Regions from separate parts of the Rattus norvegicus genome. Here region 1 is linked to region 2. The links are chromatin contacts, called in public Hi-C maps. All regions are on one chromosome and are shown on one strand. The core of a region is the stretch at or near the end of the contact, and the rest is flanking DNA. Distances in the headings are between cores, read along the strand shown. Region 1 has its middle 260 kb from the start of Trnap-ggg1. Region 2 has its middle 39 kb from the start of Trnap-ggg1.

What was found. Hi-C and Micro-C count contacts between places; a contact is called where the count stands out from the background.
Region 1: a Hi-C map of frontal cortex shows a contact between it and region 2, with 2.2 times the contacts expected there. The contact joins two enhancer-like sites. A contact is called at or near these places in 2 of 12 Hi-C or Micro-C datasets (frontal cortex and prefrontal cortex).

Annotation. Positions count from the first base shown.
Region 1 is chr2:14,652,875-14,659,435 of GRCr8, forward strand. No RefSeq gene overlaps it. Among named protein-coding and RNA genes, the nearest start is that of Trnap-ggg1, 260 kb to the left of the region's middle. Within about 2 kb of position 2,042, at least 8 of the 93 cell types and tissues checked have an H3K27ac peak or open chromatin away from gene starts, as enhancers often do.
Region 2 is chr2:14,349,478-14,355,981 of GRCr8, forward strand. No RefSeq gene overlaps it. Among named protein-coding and RNA genes, the nearest start is that of Trnap-ggg1, 39 kb to the right of the region's middle. Within about 2 kb of position 2,219, at least 3 of the 93 cell types and tissues checked have an H3K27ac peak or open chromatin away from gene starts, as enhancers often do.

The DNA of each region.
Region 1 (6,561 bases), core at 792-3,291, 300 kb after region 2:
CTTTTTTCTTGAGAGACTTAAAGATCTTGTCATACAGGTCTTTCACTTGTTTGGTTAGAGTTACATCACGGTATTTTATATTATTAGTGCCTATTATTTAGGGTGTTGCTTCCCTATTTTCTTACTCAGTCCATCTATCATTTGTATAAAGGAAGGCTACTGATTTTTTGAGTTGATATTATATATAGCCACTTTGCCGAAGTTGTTTATTAGCCATAGATGTTCTCTGGTAGAATTTTTGGTGTTGCTTATATATACTATCAGATCATCAGTGAATAGTGATACCTTGACTTCTTCCTCGCCAATTTCTTTCCCCTTGATCTCTTTTTGTTGTCTTACTGCTCTAGCTAGAACTTTGGGTATTATATTGAATAGATATGGAGAGAGTGGGCAGCCTTATCTAGTCCCTGATTATAGTGGGATTGCTTCAAATACCTTTCCATTTAACTTGATATTGGCTGCTGTTTTGTGGGTGGATTTACACTTAATATAAAGTACATAAAATAAGAAAGACTAAAGAGGTAGGGAGAGAAAGCACTGCCGTCTGAGGGAATGGAAGAACACAGTTCCTAGGGAAGGAGATTTCTCTGGACCTGGGTTTCAGGTGTGATTTATGTATAAGACTTTGAGTCTGTGTGCAGCCTATAATTTGGCTCTGACTATCACATTAAAATTGCCTTCATTTAATCCTCTTAGAGATTTAAGTTTGAGATCACTTTTTCATAAAAGAATATAGTTCAAAATGGAAAACAAAAATTGGAGGCAAAGGGTAATTATATCCCCCAAATTAAAACTCAAGTAATGGTAATAAAAATTAAAAGATGTGAAATAGTCATGAAAACTGATTTACACAGTTGAGAGGAAGTGGGCTGGACCTGGATCTTTGGAGTTAGATATGGTTGATGAATTAAGATACATTCTATACGTGAGGGAGCTAAACTTGAAAGTTGTGTCTTGCCCCCAAATCGCATTTCTAAGAGAGAAGGTGAGGGGCAAAATATTGCTTGTTTATCATATGTCATATAAAGAGCATTCCCATACATTTTATACATTGTATTTTACACATTTATACGTGGTAGGATGAGGTTTATTTATTAATGTACCAATTTATAAAGGGTTTTATTTTTCTCATATATTTCAAAATTCAGGGTCAGGTCTCTTGACATCATGACACAGTTCAATAATATCAAACTTCAGATCTCTAAGGCAGACATCTTTACATGTCACCACTAAAGCTTCAGAACTTAACAATCCTATGACATCACTGTTTAACTTAGAAGTCTTATTTTACAGTGGGATATTAATCTCTCTCTCCAAAGCGATACTTCAGACTCCAGCAACCTGCAAAGAAAAGTTCTTAGGCATGGCTAATGGCAAGGGAATCCTTAAATTTCTTCAAAATCCTTATTTTGTACAATAGTTGAAAGAATAGCCTTAAAAAAGATGTGAGCAGTCCAAATATTTCCTTCAAATGGGAGGGCCTTATATATTTCACTCTTGCTTCTGGCCAACCATATCCTCTTGGACTTTCAAGAAATGACTCAACTGTCCTGCTGCCTAATTTAGAATTCTGTAGCATAAACCCTCTGAATGAAGTATGTCTGGTGGATGGTATCTTGCTTCCAATCTACTTGGTGCCTCAAACTGCAGTGTGTCTAGAAATACTAGTCTGTGCTACTAGAGCAGAAATCTTAAAGAGCCATGCAAATTGGATCCACCCGGCCTTTAACTTGGGCCAAGTCTTCCACAGTATGTGCCGACACATTCTTACTTGACTTGACTGCATAATAGAGATAATTATAAGCACTTACTTATCTCACAGGGGTCTACTGAAGATTAATTAGTTAATGTTGGCAGACCAAAGGTGCAATATATGTGCTAAGTATTATTATTATTACTGTGCCACTTATCTTTAAAGAATGTTGTTTCGAAAGTCATAGTGCCTATGAGCCATCTGCTCACAGCAGCCTTTACCATCTCCCTACTCAGAGACTGAATCCGGTATCTGAATAAATAGATGTGCTCGAAAAAAATCTATCACACCTCCATCTGTGCTTGTGGAATATGAATTCAGACACAGGCAGAGATGCAAATCGATCACAAGTGAAGAGGCTTCCACAGCCTCAGAGTTACATTTCGAGATGGTGCTCTAATATCCCTGTTCTCCACTTCTGAATCCGCTCACAAACGAGGTGATGCTTCCCCGAACTTATTCTTCTGCCTCAGAAATAGAGTGTCACATTAGAGCCTGAAGCTGCCTTCTCCTTTTGTTCCCAGGAAGTTAAGAGAGAAAAACCTCTCCAGAACACGTTCAAAGCTGATCTTCTGCTGAAATTAGCTCTGTGATTTTCAAGCTTTAGATATTAGTATAATTATCAGAAGCTAATGAGATTTTAAAGGTTTCTATAAGAAATCATGATTTTGAAACTGCCATTCTGCCATAATTATAACTAGGTTACAGACAACATGACATGATCTATGACCCATTTTTACTAATGACTGAAGAATGGAGATATAGCATTCCTTTCCTAACATGATAGGGCATTCCTTACTCCTGGGAAAGTTTGAAAATCAGAGAGATTTAAACCTTGAACTGAAACTATTCAAATGTCCCAGAGACATCACTATTGTAATATAAATAACCATTCATTGGTTCATAAGTAGTTACTGGTATCACAATGATGACTGATAGTTAGGTAGTTCAGTGGAATTATTCTTTCTGTCCACCATACTTCTCTATTATCCTTGAGACAGTACAAAGAGAAAATTCTTGTTGCATCTGAAACTTACCTCATTTCTTTCATATCTTCCTCAGAACTCCAGCGTACATTTGGTTTTGTTTTATCTAATATATGCATAAATTTCCTATCTAACCCAGAGTACTCCACAACAGTATTATGGTGGCTACAGATATAATGAAGTGATTCATTAAATCTCTTGGATTTCTTACATGCATAATTTGATCTCATGGAAGACACAAGTCATATTTGAACTCAATTCATCTCATCTAAATTATGTATCCACCTTATGAATTGCCTAGGTTTTATGGCTATAAGGATAAATCAAGTATCACACCTGGTTTCATCTCAAGAAGATAAATGCATACCTAAATATATTAAAATGGTAAGTTTCATATTAGCCAATTTGAGCAAGTCCTGAGAGAGTGCTCGAGGGAGAGAATAAGTTTTTGGAGAGTCAGGAAGGAGTTTGTAAGAGAATGATAATATTTGTATCAGTCCAAGAAAGTTGAAAACTCCTTTATGAAAGAAAGGGTGTAGAAGAATTACTGTAGCCTAACCCTACACTTTGAAGTGCATGTGCACATACTTGAGATATTTGTCCTCACATACAAACAATAAGACTAGACATCCTTTATATTTTTTTAAAAAAACTTTAAAATATTTATTTCATCTCAAATGCAAGACCCCTTGACCTTGTTTCTGTTATTGTGGATATATCTTTCTCACATTTCTGTAAGTTCATTTTTGTTATACTTGGTGTTCATTCCACTTGTCCTTGTTCCCAGCTGAACAGTAATCCAAATGGTGGTTCCGAAATGTTTTCATTGACCTCATAGAAGACATTTATGTGTTTCAAGCAGATAATGCTACAGGAAAAATACAAGATTGGAAGTTCAGGATATGTATGACTGAACCCGAGCTTTCTCTGGTTGAGTCAAACCTCTCGGTTTCCTAGTGCACTGGACATTTGCTAGAATGATGTCACCAGCCTCATTTAGCAGTGACACTGTGAAAGAGCAAAAGTAATCGTACACTAGCAGAATTTGCCAAGCCCAGAGAGAACACTAATTATAGACAGGGTGTGCACACAAATAGACTGAATCCCCAAACAACCATGCCATCGTTTCTTCTTAGGGAAGATGATCTAATCTGTTATTCTCTGGACCTTTGTTATCCATATTTTATGGAATTGTTCTTTGAACATTTTTATATGCTTCCTGATTAGTAGTTTGTTATCACAAAGCAAATACCAATATAAGTGGCTAAAATCTTGGTGACTATAGGACTTGATTTCCTTTACCAAATCAGAGGATCCTGTCAGTGATCTGAGCATACACGATGTGATAGAGAGTCAGTTTTAGCTACATGTGCTGATCTCTAATGGCCCTAACGTTATTGGATATCCTACATGTCTGAAAGTCTTCGGCCCATCATGAAAAAGACTGTGATGGAGTGGAATTGGCTCAGAAGGCTTGCAACATGACAACTTATGCAATGACTCTTCTCTAGACTATAAAAAGGAGTCTGGACTCAGGGCTGTAAATTTGGCACTGTCCATAAGTTCTAAATTGACTTTTAAATGAATGAGGTAATGGCATACTCAGACAGAAGGCTCATCCATTATAGAAATTCACCTCCAGTTGTTCATTCTTTGGGTAAGGGTTAGGAAGTAGTACTAGGTAAAACTTGGAGAGTTACTTGTTTACCAAGTCTGACTGATACATTAATTAACTGTCACAGAGTTATAGAGTTCCTAGAAACTAAATTTAAAAAGCCTCCCTAAACAAGTGTCATGGCTTCATATTTTTCAAAATTAACTGTTTGATCTAGTTAGCACCTCTCATTCTGTTGGTATCGTCCACTTAAAAACAACTTTCTATAAGGGGATAAGGAGTGAAATTGAAGCAAATTACACATATGGCAAAGCTCTCTATTTATGTAAGGGAATAAGAGGCAGAAAACAGAGAGAAAGGAAATTTGGAAGAAAAGAGACAGTGCGAACTAACAAACAAGATGGCTCTTTGGTAGACCCTAAAAATCCTCAGTCGGGTCATTAACAACAAAAGCAAATTAAAGAATATTTTTTAAAAAAGTCTTTCAAGATGCATCCAGCTAATGAGAACCCACATGCTTCTCTGGGTTTTTGCATGTTGGTTAGGGCCTGCTCAGTGAGTCGAAACTCGATTAAGTTGCATGTACATTCTATTCTCTTGTTATTATAGCTTTTAGAATTTACTTTTAGATCTGTTGGGACCTCTAACCATTATCTGGCCCAAAGATACTGCTCTTCTAATACCACAAAGGTAATCTCTTTTGTATAATCCTAACAAACCTCTAAATGTCTTGGAATCTGTATTCAGTAGTAATATGTTAGAGGGTATTCTTCACAAGTGCATTGTAAAGGTGCTGCTCAGAAGTCAGTGTTGCCATCAAGAAATTGAGGCTTTAAGAGGTAGAGAACCGTGCCAGAGAAGGTGGTATAACCAGCTCCAAACTGACAATCTGGATGACCTCAGTGTTCTTTCCTCTAAATGACATACGTACTATTACTTTTTATTTATTGAGATCATAATACAATTACAGAATTTCTCCATTACCTTTTCTCCCTCTGTACCCTCTTATACACACCCCTCTGCTCCCTTTCAAATTCATGACTTCATTTTCATGACATCATATCATGCATATATGTAAACCTATGTACATATACATTCCTAACCACAACTGCCACAACCTATATAATGCTACTTGTTTATATATTTTTTTCAGACTAATCACTTGGTACTGGAGAACAAATTGTTGTGCTTTTCCCTGCAAGAAACTTTAATTTTCTGCTACCTGCAATTCTGTGTAGGGTTGAGACTTCCCAGGCTTTTCCCAGTCCGTTTGGCATACCCTTTGATGCTGTCCTTATAGTATGATTTCAAGCACATGGATATTTTCTGACATACCTTGTAGAATACCCTTTAGTCTTCTTGTGGCTCTTAGTTTTCTCTTGAGAGGATAAACATTAAGGAGAAGAGTTAATGCACAAAATTATCAAGCTTTTAAGTTAATTTTAATGCTTATTGTATAGGTTATTATATAAACAAAGTTAATAATGAGGCTAAGGAATATTTTATTGGATTTGACTGTTCTTTTGTTTATCCTTTAAATTTGGAAAATATAGCTATAGAAAAACTAATCATCATATATTTGACTTTCAAATTCATTAATGAGTTAAAATCTTCAATTTGTATTCTGAAACATTTTATATGAATATACTATTATATATATGTATATATATGTTTCTTTCCCCCTTTTAATCCTGTATTTTAGGGACCCATTCATCACCTGTCATGTCATTTGCATTCGCTTTACAATCCTCGGAGTGCTTGCTTTACAAGTGCAGTTCAATTTATTGTAATCAATTTATTGCCATGCAGCGTTTAAAGATTTTAGTGGCTTTTGATCTTTCAAGGAAGGCTACACTGAGAGCCCTTCCCCCAAGTTTTTTGTTTGTGGAAGTGTATGTAAATGCTCCACACGGTCTGTAAAAGGCATTTCTGAGTCAAAGAACATCTCAAGTCCACAGAGACGTGAAGCTGTGTTTCTTCTAACCTTACTTCTATACTTTCTTCAGTACATTTGCAGTTCTTATATGTGAACCTATTACAAACAATAGAAATAATCCCGCTTAATGAGCAGAACATTTTATGCTACTTCTGGGTGGATGAGACATAGGCTATCATAACCTCTTTGTGGTTGCCGCCAACATCTTTTACAATTCAGAATGATTCCATAGGAGTACAACCACAACAAAGGATTTTTAAGCATCTTTGAT
Region 2 (6,504 bases), core at 969-3,468:
CTCTCTCTCTCTCTCTCTCTCCTTTCTTCCCTCCCTCCCTCTCTCCTTCCCTTCCTTCCTTTCTGTCTTTTTTTTTCTTTTAAAGAAATGCTATCTCTTCCTTCTAAACTTAAGTGGTAAAGGTGAGACCTAAAGCCCAAAATAATATCATTGTCGCAACAGCAAAACCTAGTATTCCAGAGACGTGTGGATGCTGTGCTCCCATCAGATATGAGTGTTCTTAACTTTGTCCTACTTGCCTCTGTTTTAGAGATAAAATTCTGCATACATAAGAGTGAAGTAGTCAGTGCTTTGTCACACAGGTCAAGTTAAAGACAAGGAAAAGGAGAGCGAGGTGTAGCTTATGCACACATTATCGGAACGTTCTTTCTCCTCTATTACATCTTCAAATCGAGTGCTATTAATGCCTAGAATTAGTAACCTCAAGAGACAGCCTGTGCTAGATAGGGATTCTGCTCCCAAGGTACGGCATGATTATGTTGTGAGATATTTGCAGAGAGGTTTATTTTGGGCTGGGTGAAATTAGCTTCTTTGTTTACAAGAATACCATCTCACTGATCAAGTTAAAGTACATGCCTAATAACCAGCATTTCTTAGGCTTTTATGTTGCCCTTAATTAGACTCTTCAAAGTTAATTAGGGGAATGGAGAGTACTTTTTGTTCTTTTAAGTCCCCTTTAACAGATTTTTTCACATAAAGTGTTCTCACACTTGTGGGTAGTTTAGCTTCTGCTCTAAACCTACTGGGTGGTTAACTGTTTACCGGGTAACTAACTTGTCCTTGCTTTCGTAGCTTTATTATCCAAAGTGCTCTTGATGTTTACCTCCCTAACTTTTCATTCACTCTACAATTTATATTTAGATATAAAATATTACATTATTCTTTAACATTTTGTTTGAGGTCCAGAAATGATCAAAACCAGAGTTTTGGAACAGGAATATGCAGAAAGACCAGGACAGTATTGACAGCAGGCAGTTAAAAACAAAACAAAGGCAAAACCCCAAACCCAAAACCCAAACCAATGAGTTTCCAGAACTACATGCCTCAGTAATTAGGCAACGTGTTGATGGTATAGGATGTAACAATTTTTATTTGAATTAAGGTAAAAATCAGTGATCTCACTTCAATACCTATTATGCTTTCAAATACTTTAATAGTTTTTATTTATAAGATCTTAGACATACAGAGAATAGGAACTCAAAATAGGAAGCTAATCTCAAGAAAGTGGGTTTGCAGCCATGGTGCCCATCTGCTCTGAACCACTAATAGTAATAGGAGACCATTAGAGGGGAAGCAAGTAGATGCGAAATAGTCTTTGCATTAGAGCCGGAGCCTGTCACTCTTCTGGCAACCCTGCCGAGAGCTACACATCAAAGCCACCACACTGAGCTAATAGTGTCACTTATCCCACAGCCTTTACACTGTCCCATATGTAGTCACTGTGCAGGGGGTGTGCACATGAGGGTGAGAGGGGAGCTGACAATGTGCTAGAAGAAACCGTAGGAGATAAACCGACTGTGATTTATCACCTCTAATCCTTGCAATGGAAAACATTTAGGAGGAGCAAATAATTGAGGTTTTAAAGAAAAGTGCTTTTGTAAAATCCCCCCAATTTAATTAGAGATCTAAAAATGGAATAATAAAAATAATTTTAAAAAGTCATGAGAAAATCCGTAATATGTTTGTGTAATTGGAAGGAAAAAACCATGCTTTAAAGTGCTTTTGGTAAAAGGACTTAGTTTTGAGTTTATGCCTGGAAAGACGTGTGTGTGTATATGTGTGTGTGTGTGTGTGTGTGTGTGTGTGTGTGTGTGCGTATGTGTGTGTGCATATGTGTGTGTGCATATGTGTGTGTGCATATGTGTGTGTGTGCATATGTGTGTGTGTTTAAGAGAGAGAGATTTGTCAGTTTCAGAAGACAATTAGAATCATAAATATCTACATAATAAGTTGCTAAAGGAAAAATTTCTATGAAATTGAAAGCAATCAGTGATAATGTACCTATATTCTGGTTTTTGCTGCCTCTCTTTCCTGGCTAATATTGCAGATGTATTTTTTTCTTTTTTTTTTTTTTGAGGTTGCTGTTTATCTACTGATCACTGACTGGTGCATGTAGACAGGTGGGCAGTGTGGAAACTTTGTGGACAACATAAAAAGCGAGGAGCAGGACTTCTAGACTCATGAGGCAAAATGCCCCATCTCGTGCTGCCAAGTTCCCCTGCTTCCTGCCCAGGACCTGTCTCTCCCTGTATTTGGCAGACACAGTAGCCTGATATTTAGGTAGGTCTTCTCAGTAGGTAGCTTATGGTCTGAGTTGTCTGTGAATACTTCTGGAGCAACCTATAGGTTTGTTCTGGAGAAGTTGGAACACAAATAGCTGTGTTGAATCTGAACATTCCAAACATGAATAGTAAGTATAAACACTGCGTCGGAAAATAAAACACAGTCATTTCAAAGAAGTATTGCTCTGAACCAAAGTTTAAAATGAACAATCTCTAGTCCTGAAAACATCTCATGACACATTTTACTGGGTTTTAAAATTTAGACTATGATATCTGGGCTATTATATGGCATATATATGATATTGTTATACCACAGATTATGAAATCTATAGGTCTAAAACTGACAACTCACTATGATGAAACCTGTAAGTGGCTAAAAAGAAGCCTAGCACTGATAGCTCAGACTCTACACATCAGGAATCTATAGGCGCCTCTGCTTCGGCTCTTGTTCCTTGTTTAGTCTTAGTTTTTTCCAGACCATGTCAGGATTTGACTACATGGAGCAGTGTGACAAGTGATGCTTTCTCAACAAACACCAGGACACGGAAGCTTTGAAAAGCAGAGGAGGGCTAAGGAGACAGATGGCTCAATAAAATGCTTGCCACCAAAAACATGGGGACAGGAGTTCCTATTCTAGAGCCCAGCTATAATGCTATTCACAGCTGTGTGGCCATGTAACTCCTAGTACTGGGGGGAAACTGCTCTATGTCTGAACCACATTGGCTTAACTGAACAGAGAAGCTTTGCATTCAGTAAGAGAAACAGTCTCAAAATGAGGAGTCATTGAGAACAGACATCTGATGTCAAATTTTTAAGGGCTTTAGAGCTGCTTCAGTTCTTGAGAGCACTTGCTACTCCCCAAAGGGACCTGGGTTTGATTATGAGAACTGAACACTGGGCAGTTCCTAACTCCAGCCCTCTATTGGCCTCCATGAACACATGTGCACACATGCACACAGATACAGATACACATAAATACAAAAACAAGTCTTCAAAGACACCTCATCATCACTTCTGGTCTCCACACAAATATATGGCCTCATGCATATATGCACATAACCACCCTAACAAGTATGCATGACACCGTAAAAGCAGGAAGGAACAGAGAGTCTTCGGCTTTTTGCTGTAGCTCCGACCTTCTATGTGGAGCATAACATCTCATTGACCCTAGAAACATTTTTCCCTCACCCTCTTACTTCAGGTAACAGCACCAAGGTCATCCTACGCCAGAGAGTTTACTCAAATGTTCCATTGTGTTTATTATCTCTTCCCAATTTTCTAACTTAACCACTCAGTCCTATTCATTCTCCCTCTTAAGATTCTTTTTGCCTCCTATTCTGACTGCCTGGTTAAAAGAGAGCTACAAAGCTCCCTACTTATTCTTACTTCTTCGTAGTCCTCCAAAAAGTCTCCCAGTTAGAGAATGTTCACATGTGGCCTCTCAGGGAATGGTGATCAAATCATTCGCTTAATTATTTCATAGAAGACCGGATATCAGTTGGGTTTACATTCTAGTCTGTCCGAGCTTCCAGGAGACATTTCTGAAACCACAAGGTGGAGCTAGACCATACCCTAGTCCATCATCCCTTAAACCTTCTGGGTGTGGTGCTTGTCCTTCACACAGCCTCCCCAGCCCTTTCCTCTAAAACTTTCCATCTCCCAGTCTTCTTCTCCTCTCCCACATGCCCCCTACGCCACAGCCACAGGCACGTCTCACTGCCTGCTGAATATGCCACTTTTTAAAAGCTCTGCTTGTCCCAGATGCTGTTTCTTTTCCTGGCGTGCCCTTCCTTCCTTTCTATGCACGGCGAACACCCACTCGTGCAGTAGGACCTAGCTCAAATGCCATCTCTTCATGAAACCCTCTGCAGTCCTGCACAAAGCCACACTTTCCCATTCATGATCGCCCTGGCCTTTTGAGTTATCTGGGGGAGGAGGATCCTCTGGACTAATCTCTTGCCTATGAGTTCTGGGAGGGCTGCAGAACCTCTTGAATTTTTAATTTTGATCTTTAATCAAAAGTTCAGTATCTCATCTGGAGGAATGATGGTTTTCTGGGCCCTTCTGCATGTCTTCGTACAGTCTGATCTCATCCAGCCCCTTTATGGCAGCTTCAGCGTCTGTCCTCTAATTAAGGACTTGTGAAAGGGGTGGGCACAAGTGAAAAACCATGTAGAAACTTCTGGGGAGCCTTTGTCTCCCCTTTATGGCAGGCAGCAAAGTGTGTGACCAACACTCTCACTACTTTTTATTGCATTTTAGAGTATTGTCCAGAAAGGCTTTATTTTAAATTAAAAAACATCTTAATATTAAATACTTGTGAAAAAGATGTATCTTGCTTTGACATAGAGCAGTTACTTAAATATATATTCATGGATATAAATAATTATATTTATTAACTGACTAAAATTTAGCATTGAAAACGTACATGCAACTACTAGTATATAGACTGAACAGGGTGTGTTTATGTATTTAGGAATATATATTTATATATATATGCCTATACAAGTATGTATATAATGAAATTAATTTAACAGTGGCAATGATTTTTGAAAGAGAGTGAGGACAGGTTTATGATAGTATTTGGAGGAAGGAAAGGGGAAGATAAAATGATACAATTATAATCTGAAAAGTACGAGAAATAATTTAAGAAGAATTATATTTACAGTACCAGCAGTGAAAGGAGGAGTGAGTATAACACATTCAGGGATTAGGAAATCTGTTAAAGAAAAAGAAGATTGCCTTTGAAAAAGCCTTGAGGTGATTGCTGCTCCTTGGGCAATAAAGAATTGTGCTCTGCAGTACATAAATGTGAAAAATGCAGCCAATGAGCTCCAAAACTGCCGGTCTTACAAATGCTACAGTCCATGCAGCCAGCACTAGAGCATTGTGCATGCAAACCGTGGTGCACGTGCATGCTTATTTAGTGTCCTCGCTGAGTGTGAGAGGAGAAAAAGCAAAGAAGGTTAACGGTAAACATCTGCTCCAGAGTGACTCCTCATCTGTCTTCTTATCATTGCTGTACTCCCCAGGGTACCACAGGGAAGTGTAGCGTCTTAAACATTTTTCAATGAGGAGGTAATTAAGATCTAGCCAGTGTCAGTAACTTTCCCCCAAGATCTAAAGATTTGCTATTGGAAGAGCCAAATGTTAGGCACTGGTGAAAGGCCAAGTTGATCACCATAAAATTATTTTCAACCGAATTTCATCACCTTTCTGGTGTAATGTTTTAGCCCTCTGTGGGGCCATGTAGTAAGTACATATTGACACAAATGTTATCAGTCTTCCAGAAAATAACAATTTGCATAAATTCTACTTCTTATGCGCTAAGCTAAGCATTGTGATGAGCTTAAAATATATAAATTAAATAAAGGAAATATATATCCACCCATTAAGATAAGTGTGTGTGACTATATTCTGTTGGGGATGGCAAGGATGTTGCCTCCAGCATTCATGGCACACCCTTTTGGGATGGAAGCTGTTTTTGACTTTGAACATTAGGAGGTTCCACGTGTATTGATTCAATTGCTGAATTAGTTTCATTCCTCATCTTTTAATTTGTGTACTTCACACTAAAAGTCGTCTGAATCTCCACACCCAGGGTGTAATTCCTTTAGACTAGAAGATATTAAAATGCAAATCAAACTAAGACTTCTATTCAATAAACAAGCAAATACATGAGGGAACAAAACTTCTATCAATGTGAGTTTCATATTTAATTTGCTGAGGACTTCTCTTCATCTCCAACACGAGTTGGGACATCATGGAGGAAAGAACAAAAATCCCATAAGACACATGTTCATGCAAAGGGGACTTTGGGGGCTATTTAGAATCTCAGCCAGTTCCTCAATATTCAGAAATTTGACTTACTGGTTCATTCAGATTTGTTCATGGCTACTGACAGAATGGTAATTCTGAAAACATAGACTTCTTAAGGGGGAACAGGCAGAGATCATCTTTGACAGAGAAAGCTCTAGTTGTCAACCCCTTGTTATAAAAGTAATATTTTTATGAATTCTTTTAAGACTTTCCTACAATATATTTTAATCATATTCATTAGAACTGCCTGCTTTTATTTCATTTTATAAGCATTTATTTGTTTTGTGAAAAGAATGAGTTTTATTATCACATTCTGTACACATATATATTTTGATCCCCTCAGTCCTCTACTGTCATATGTGCTCTCTGATTCGCCTCTCCTGACTGCTAAGGCCTCCTTCCA